Linked DNA regions of Triticum aestivum: region 2 is linked to region 1. A link is a contact called in public Hi-C data. All regions are on one chromosome and are shown on one strand. The core of a region is the stretch at or near the end of the contact, and the rest is flanking DNA. Distances in the headings are between cores, read along the strand shown.

Region 1 (4,423 bases), core at 645-3,144:
GTCTCCAATTAGGTTGTGGAGATCGCCCCGAGCAATTTGACGGGTACCGGTGACCGCCCCAAGAGTTGCCAATGTGTTTCTTGTCATACATCGAGATACATCGACGTCTCCGCGTGCCTCGGTTATCTCTTAGCCGAGGCCTTTACTTATGCACTTTACTTTGTGATAGTCATGTTGTTTCTTGTCATATATCTTGCTATCACCTAGTAGTTTATCTTGCTTAGTATGAGTTGTTGGTGCACATAGGTGAGCCTAGTTGTTGTAGGTTTTGTGCTTGACAAATTAACCGCTAGGTTTATTCCGCATTTGTTCAAGCCTAACTGTAATTATTTTAAAGCGCCTATTCACCCCCCCTAGGCAACATCCACGATCTTTCAGCCGGTGAAAATGGTCAGTGAATAGTGCATCAAGGGCAAAGTAGTCAACCGTCAGTGTCAAATGGCCGTGCCTGTTGCGGTTGAGCACTCGATGACCCTTGATCGAGCCCTTGGAATTGAGAACATGCTCCTCCGCATGCTCCGCGTCTTCAAGGACCGTTTGCATCATTGTCGTCTCATCGGAGTACTCCTCCTCGTCCGTTGAGCCGCCGGACGACTCAACATACTGCTCGTATATGTGCTCCAAATCGAATCCATTGCTAGAAAGAAAAAGGGACAACTGTTTTTAGCTCCGGCGATTTATCGAGCAGTTGCCAGACATGGTGAGAATAGGAGTAGCGGATGATACAAGGAGGGGCGATCGGAGGACAGGGGTTGAATGGAGACGGAGGAGAAGCGGGGTGGAGCCCCGCTGGAACACTGGAGGTGACGGGGACGTAGAGTTTCGGCTGGGGTGTGACGTGGTGGCCGGGGTGATGGAGCGGTGGCGAAGACAAGAGAGAAAGAAGGAAGGAGCGAAAATAGGGAGGATGGAGTCGCAGGGTCCGGGAAGGGTTTTGGGTGGGCTGGGGGTGTCGGATTCCTACGTTTCGCGTGTCCGAACTCCCGCAAAGCTTCCCACTTTTTTCTCCGGTTTACGGGTGAAATCGCGTCTAGACCGTCCCGTAGACCGATACAGACCACATTTAGATGGCTTTCGCGGTCCGGACGTATGCGGGCAATTTACGGGTCTGCCTTGAAGATGCGCTAGGTCACACATGTCGGTTGTTAACTGAATTTGCGTTCACCGGGTTTGGTAAAATAAACGGAAGCCACTCAAGAAAACGAGAGAAAACCCTCTCACCGCAATTAACTGGTGTATCTTTACTAGGCACACACAAACTGCTTAATCGCTGAAACCCAGTCGTGAAAAGAGAAAGTTAGGCCCTGTTTGGTTCCAATAAGTCATCTGACTTATAAGTCAGGTGACTTAAAACCAGTGACTTATAAGTCACTCCTGTTTGGTTGTCATCTGGCTTATAAGTCATCCGACACACCTTCCCACACCAATCAATATCATGCAGGTGGTGGGACCCATGCAAAAGGAGGTGACTTATAAGTTTTAAGTTGGGGTGGAGCAATTTATGACTTATAAATTGGGGTGACTTATAAGTCGGGTCTATTTGGCAAAATAAGTCATTTTTTTCACTTTTTGACTTATAAGTTGATGACTTATTTAGAACCAAACAAGCCCTTACCATCATTTCTGTTAGGGTCGATCTTCTCCCCGCCATCCCTCTTTCTAGAGCGAGAGACAAAAAGAGGAAAGAGTGAGCGAGCGAGGATCCGGAAAGGCAAACGGAAGAAAAAACCCTACACACAACAGAGTAGACCTCACAACTGGGGCCCTCAAACAGCATCCGCGAGAGCATCACCATCAGCTGGTCCCCGCGGCGTCCATTTTTAAAACCGCACACGGGCCATGCACCCCTTGTACTGTTCGTCCGAACCAGCGCCCACACCCACGCAGTCACTGAGAGCTGCAGGCCCACGTCTCACAGGAAGGGGGCAGGGGCCACCACGGCCATGTTTTTTCTAGGGAAGGTCTCCAGCCCCGCGATGTTTGTGGGCAAATGCCGTGCCCGATCTCGCGCGATGACGCGACGACGTACCGCCCCACAACCCGATCGCGATCGAACGGCTTCTGCACGAGTCGCCGTCAGGTTTGGATGGGTTACCTTATCCCACGATCGGTGCCCGGCCGGGCGTATCGCGCACGCGACAGGCACGCGCCTCAGCGCCCGGCTGCACGCGGCGGGAGGGGCTCTCATCCCAGCCATCCGTTCGGGGCCACGGCCACGGCCACGCCGCTAGCTTCGCCTTCGGTTCAGCAATATGCCCCTGCAGGCCTGCGACATGTGCAACGCGTTGCACGCGCACGCAGAACTGGTCCCCCAAAAAAAACTGTGGTCCTGCCCGGCCTGGCCTCACACTTCACGGCGATAAGATGCTTCCCCTCTTCGCAGTTCCGCGCCAAAATATCTGGCGTGCACGCCATTGTTCTCCCGCTCCCCCATTTTCCGTTTCCGCGCGGGCTCTCGCACTGCCTGCCTGCCTGCTGTACTGAACCAGGCAGGCAGGCGGTTGCGTGCACCACTCGGTCTGCCCCCGTTTTAAAATCCCTACCTCCACACAGCCTGGTTTGCTGATTCGTACGCTGTCAGCTCACGTAATCCACTGCTTGCTTGTGTGAGAGAGAAGCCGTGCCGATGCGGGTGCACAATCCAGTGAAAAAACAACAATAAAACCATTGCTCGATACAAAAGCAGCTAACCAGTAAGCGCTGCGCCACCTGCTCCTTCGATCCCTCCGAATCTTCCAAGTAAACCCGTGACCTAACCTGGACAGAGAAATTCGCGTGTCTTTCCGCTACGTACGCCTGCCATACCCGGTTCTCTACCTGGGGGGCGAACCCGCTGATACCTGGGCCGAGCGGAGCGCGTGGCCACTAGCACAGCGACACGCGCGCAGCAAGACTGAGGTCCCACTGAACGCGACAACGCGACGGTGCCGATCGACTTATCCTCGGATAAGCCGCGGGACCTACGAGAGCGACCGCTTTAAGCCGCGGTAAAGGGTGAAACGTGAAAGGACGCGAACGGACCTCCCCGGTCATTTGAATGCTTTGGGCGGGGAAGGAGACGCCAGTTGAAAGGAAACTGTGAAAAAACAAAATGGAAACGAGCCGGGCAGCCGAAAGTTGAGATCCTCGCTTGTGTTGTCGGGGGAGACTATTATAGGATCTCACATTAGGTGAGATCAATGATATCAACCATAAAATTTATGTTTAGATATTTCAAAAAAAATAAAAACTGAAATTATTTGATGATATATCTGTAGGGTTCTATAACCTTAAAAAAATCAGCTCAAAACTCGATGCACATTTAGAGATTCGAAAAAGACAAATTCGAATATGGGTGAATAGAATTTTGATACTATTCATGTCTAATTTTGTTTTTTTTGTTTCTTTTACTGTAGGTTGAATTTGGAGCTGGAATATTTTGAGATTGTACATCAAATATTGTTGTGTGTCTACATTTTTTTTGAATGTTTGAACATGGTTTGTATTTAAAAATGGATCTCATTTATTAAAAAACCATCATATATTAATTAACTTAAGACATTCATACAATCATTCATTACAAACTTTGCCACGTAGGGCGGAACGGTATTAATAAAAATAGCATCAGACCTATTATCAAAACTAAATTTTGCAATCTCGTGAGCCACCACATTGGCCCTTCTGTTAATCTTGGAGATCTTTAAATTCACCAACAATTTAGAGACATTCAACGCTTCCTTCTTTAGGTCTATTAGAGTTGACTTGTCAACATACTATCTTCCAAATACAAAAGCCACAAAAGAACAATCAATTTTCAAAATGATGGGCTTGTCAAGAGTGATACCAATATACAGGACAAAGAGGGTCGCTCTTAGTTATGCTTTCTCGACACTATAGCAAGCTCCAATCTAATCTCAATAAGAGATGATAACTTGTCAACAATGGTCTCTGACAACCACCCCACGCTCGCAGCTTTGATGGCCTCCACAAAACTTGCGTCGACATTAATTTTAAAAAAACCCAAGGTGGGAGGCTTCCAAAAAATATAATTCATCTCCATATTAGTGGTTAGCTGGAAATTCAACCACCACTTGCTTACCTTTGTTGCACACTTCCACCTGCCGGTTTGCATGACAAGACAAGAAAGATGTCTAATAATTTTATACAAAGCTCACAAAGACCGCCCCTTACCAAAAATCAAATCATTCCTCGAGTGCGAAGCTCTCCACAACATGTATTTAGTTTGCTCACGCATATGCGAACTTAATTGATCCAACAAAATAAGAAACCAATCTGACCCAGAATATTTGAAGGTCTCTTCAACCGATAAATCCGACACTTCCTTCAAAGCCATATGAAATGCACGAGCCTATTTACCAACGCGTGAAAAATACATTCATCTTCAATACCACAGATCGAGCACGTGCCTAGAATAGTTTCATGG
Region 2 (4,423 bases), core at 1,409-3,908, 410 kb after region 1:
CCAAGATTATAGAATAAAATATTGATATCTATGATACAAAATAAATAAAATATGAAAATACATTTCGTGATGGATCTAATGATACAAATTTGATATTGTAGATATTAGTATTTTTTCTTCTAAAATTGTCTTTTGAAGAAGAGATAAGTCCATATTCCAACCTCGAACTATCACCGAAGTCTAAAACACAACCCTAAACTACGAAACTGTCTAATTAACAACCCTGAACTTTGAAAACCGGACAAAAGACAACCCCATGGTGATTTTTCACTAATGTTGACCGGTTTTAACTATTGACCATCTAGTCAGCATCTAGTCTGCGCCATGTCACCATGCTTCCGAATTTTCATTCTAATTTTTTTCTACTTGGCATTTTTTGAAACTTTCCAGATTGTATATAAAGATTATGTGGATTTTTCAGATTTTGTTCGAATTTTTATGGAAACTTATTTTTTGCCAACATTTGACCAAAGATGGATCTGAATTTAATTTTTGCTCTAGTTGTCTTTCTACTTGGCAAAAATTGTTAAAGCTTTCCTATATTGAATATAAAGGTTGTTTGGGTTTTTGAGTTCTTTATAAAAGTTTTTTGGAAACTTTTTTTTGGCCAAAATTTGACGAAAAATGGATCCGAATATGAATTTTAGCTTCAATTTTTTTTCTACCTGGCAACATTTGTTGAAACTTTCCCAGATTGAATATAATGGTTATGTAGTTTTTTGAGAATATTTTCAAATTTTCCTGGAAACTTTTTTTTGGCCAAAATTTGACCAAACATGGCTAGGTTGTATGACATGTGGTTGACTGGACGCTGACTAGATGGTTGACAGTCAAAAACCATCAGAGGGTTGTCTTTTGTCCGGTTTTCAAAGTTCAGGGTTGTAAACTAGACGGTTTCATAGCTCAAGCTTGTGTTTTAGACTTCGGTGATAGTTCATTGTAATATGCACTTACAATGTCGACGGCTGACTAGCCTCGCAAGGATGATGTGGATCTCTTTCCTGAAGATGGGTAAGGGGTACGATGGCGGTGGCGGCAGCTTCTAAAGTATGTGTAGGTGGTGTATGCTTTGACTCTATTGCACCAGGTGTTTCCTCCTGGTATGTCATGTGCGCGGATCGACGGTGACCTCGGCTCTAGATGGTGGGGTGTGAGGGCATTCCCCATTGTCGAGTTTGTAGGTGTGGGTGGTGACTTCAGATTGTTTGATTTATGTTCTTGTCAGAATTTTGTTGAATAAATAATAATATGTCTGTGTGCATCGCTTGATGCAGAGGCTAGGGCTTGCTCCCCTTTTTGAAAAAATGCAAGAGTGCGCATGATGTCGGGAAGAGATGGAGGCCCATAGGTTCAAAGTTCAAGATTATCATGCGATAAGTGAACACATAACCGAGTAGAATCTGTTCATTATGTTGGATCGAGAATTTTGGTATACGATGTACGTTCCAGGGCCTTTGGGGGGGGGAGGGTACACACGCCGAAGGAGGAGGGGACAACAAGAATGCCAAAGGAGAAGGGGACGATGCACATGCCGGCAACATGTGATATGTACATGCCTTGGTTAAAGGCTTTTGTTCATGCAACTTATTAAAAACTATGTGCATGTTTGGTTGATGTGTTAAACGTTTAAATTTGAAGGAATCAAAATGTTTGAATGAAAAAGAAATATGGAAGTTGCTACGGGTACAAACATGCCAACCTAACATAAAGTGCTGTCGAGAACGAGCCCTTGGCTCAATGGTTGGCCTTGGCGGTGGCCAGCTAGTCCACCTGGGTTTGATCCCTAGGATTAACGCGAGTGTTTCACCTAGGGCGAAAGAACCCAGAACCTGGGATTCTTTCGCCAGTTTTAAAGTACCTCAGATGTCTATGGGCGTTCACGGAGTCGGATGCTGTGATTTAGGTGTGTGTCACATTTTTTTTGCCGTGAATCAAATGATTTGCCCATATTAGATGCGAAAAATAATCATTTTAATTATTTTTCCTATATCTGTTATCTTTAATGTATTGAAAATGTAAATAGGAACAGCGTAATTTTCAAGGCAATCAATAACAATCAATGTTGCATTTTTAGGCTTGTTTGAAAATGCTAATAGTAGCTAGTTTATTTTGTTTGGAGACGTGATTTCAAATATACTACTCCTCACTAAACTGAATTTTCCCAGTGTTTTTGGAAGCAGAGTTCTTCGAACACGGAAGGTGGTACCAGCATAAACGTGCCAACCTAACAGCAAGAGCCGTCGAAATCCCCGGTGGTTCGGCGGCAGCAACTCCAGCGGTCCAGTCCCGATCGACCCCCACACAACTCGTACTGGTGAGCGTTATCCTGTCCCACACCAGACAATCGGAGAACGTGACCTCCGCGTCACCTCACCGCGCCAAGCCCCCACCCCTCCGCGAAATAATTCCGTCCCCGTCCAAACGCCGCTTCCCACCCGGGCCGACGCGCAGCCACGTGGGTCCCGACGTCTGACACCGACGCCAACTCACTGACACGTGGGGCCCCTGGCCCGGGTACATGTGCCGTTCGGCACGAACGGAATGGCGAAGGAGCTATCCGGCGCCGCGGTGGGGTGCGCCGCGGGTGAGCCTACCGCGGTGGGGACCACAGCGGGAGCGGTATATATAGGCCCCGCACCTTCTGTATCGCGTTTCCACTTAGTCCAATAAATAATATAGTAATACAGCATTTCGCCGCTCTTTTAATTAGATTTTTTTGGCCTTCGTCTCCGCTTCGTCTCGTCTCGTCTCACCACCGCCAGTCCACCACCAGCTAGCCGGAATTCCCTCGCCGGAGAGGCGCTGAGGCGGCATACCTAGGAGGAGGAGCGAAGAATGAGGAGTGGAGGGGTGCCCGCTGCCGCGCTCGCTCGCTAGGGTTAGGTGCGCGCGTGCGTGAGGATGGAGCTCGCTCTCTGAGCTCGCCTCGCCCCCCCCGCTGAGGGCATTAGCTGTGCCGTCGCTGCGCGCTGGGTGATCCGCCCTCCTGTGAGCTCCGGGGGAGCCGTTTTGGCTTGCGCCATGGAGCCGTCTCTTCCGGGCGCGGCCACGGGTTGCGTGTTGCGGTAAGCTCCTGGCCGCGACAAGCTGAAGCGGATCTCGACTGCCGATCTGGTGAGCCTACAAATTCTTCCGTTTCTACCAATTTTTTTGCGGGTTTTCATGCAAATTCAGGGTGCGTTTTGTTTTCGTGGAGAAAAATGGTGTTTGAATTCCTGGAGTTATTTGTTTGGGGGTAATTTTGTGCGTATTTTTCTCGCTTTGTGTGATCTGTGCTCGGGTTCGGGGGATACTTTGATGCGGTTGGGCAGTATTTTGGTCTCTTCTGCCTTTTTATTTTGATCACAACTTTCTTGTGCTCTTTCGAGCTCGTCGAGGACGAGGAGCATTAAATTTCCCGTCGTCTTTTGCGCTGTTTTATGGCTAATTAGTTTGGGAGCACAGAGTTCTGCCCGGAATTTTGCATAACCTTTTTTAATCGTTCAATTCGAGTTGTTCCGGTCCTAAATTTTGCAGAATTTCTCCAGTGTTCCGTAGCCGGTCTCGTGAGTTCGATTTTGGGTTCATGGTCGATCAAATCTAGGCCTCGGGACTGCATTTGTTTAGCAGTTTCTCGCGTTTATTCTTTGATCCGCTTCAGTCGAGCTACCTGAGGTGTTGAAACTTGGCATCTGTCTATCTTGCAAGGTGCTAGCAGGATGCCAGCTAGAATCATGGAGCAGAGGCACCACATGCCCCCATTCCACCTCCCCGTGGAGTCCGAATCGTCTTCTCCCATGTGGTAAGCCAACTGCAATAGCCATTATTGCCCGATATCCTTAAATGATGTCTAATGATGGACTGCATTCTTTCTTACTCTACTTTGTGGTAGGGGGTACTAATTGGTTCAGTTTTGGGGTGACTTGGTCAGTATCATTAACAACTAGACCTAGGTTAATTTCTTCATCATTATCGAATTCTTTTTATAGAGGCCTGTTAGACATTTCAGGCAGGAATGTTTTCCTGAGCATGTTAGTGACTACCTGAACATTCGTGTAATTTGTAGGTGCTTATTAGTTTATTCTTCGGGTAGTTTCTCTCGGACTAAATAAAATGTGACCCAGCAGAACACTGTTACAGTTTACGGATATGTGGGGGCATCCGAGGTTCCACATATGGGACAATTGATCGAGCAAGATTGGTGGATGTGTATCGTTGTTTCCAGGTAGCTTAAGGTAGCTGTCTTGCTATATATGGGTGAAGCAGCTGAATTGGAAGGCACATGGTCTCACAGGGGTGATTGGGTATCGATTATTGACAGATGCGCATGGATGCTGCCTACAATGATTCTTCCATTAAATAATTCTGATGTTGCTTCATCACTTCTCTTTGCGCTCAGTGTTTGCGTTCGTTTTTATGGCTGATTTATTTCTTGTTTTGAAAA

Evidence for each region. Hi-C and Micro-C count contacts between places; a contact is called where the count stands out from the background.
Region 2: a Hi-C map of leaf shows a contact between it and region 1, with 6 times the contacts expected there. The contact joins the promoter of LOC123045340 here to the enhancer-like site in region 1. A contact is called at or near these places in 2 of 5 Hi-C or Micro-C datasets (both in leaf).

What each region holds. Positions count from the first base shown.
Region 1 is chr2B:441,658,062-441,662,484 of IWGSC CS RefSeq v2.1, forward strand. No RefSeq gene overlaps it. Among protein-coding and RNA genes, the nearest start is that of LOC123041353, 150 kb to the left of the region's middle. Within about 2 kb of position 1,895, at least 8 of the 8 cell types and tissues checked have an H3K27ac peak or open chromatin away from gene starts, as enhancers often do. A contact at or near this core is called in leaf, where this site is marked.
Region 2 is chr2B:442,069,677-442,074,099 of IWGSC CS RefSeq v2.1, forward strand. It overlaps LOC123045340 (protein MEI2-like 4), which reads left to right and starts at 2,659. Exons shown (of 14, transcript XM_044468346.1): 1 at 2,659-3,114; 2 at 3,698-3,781.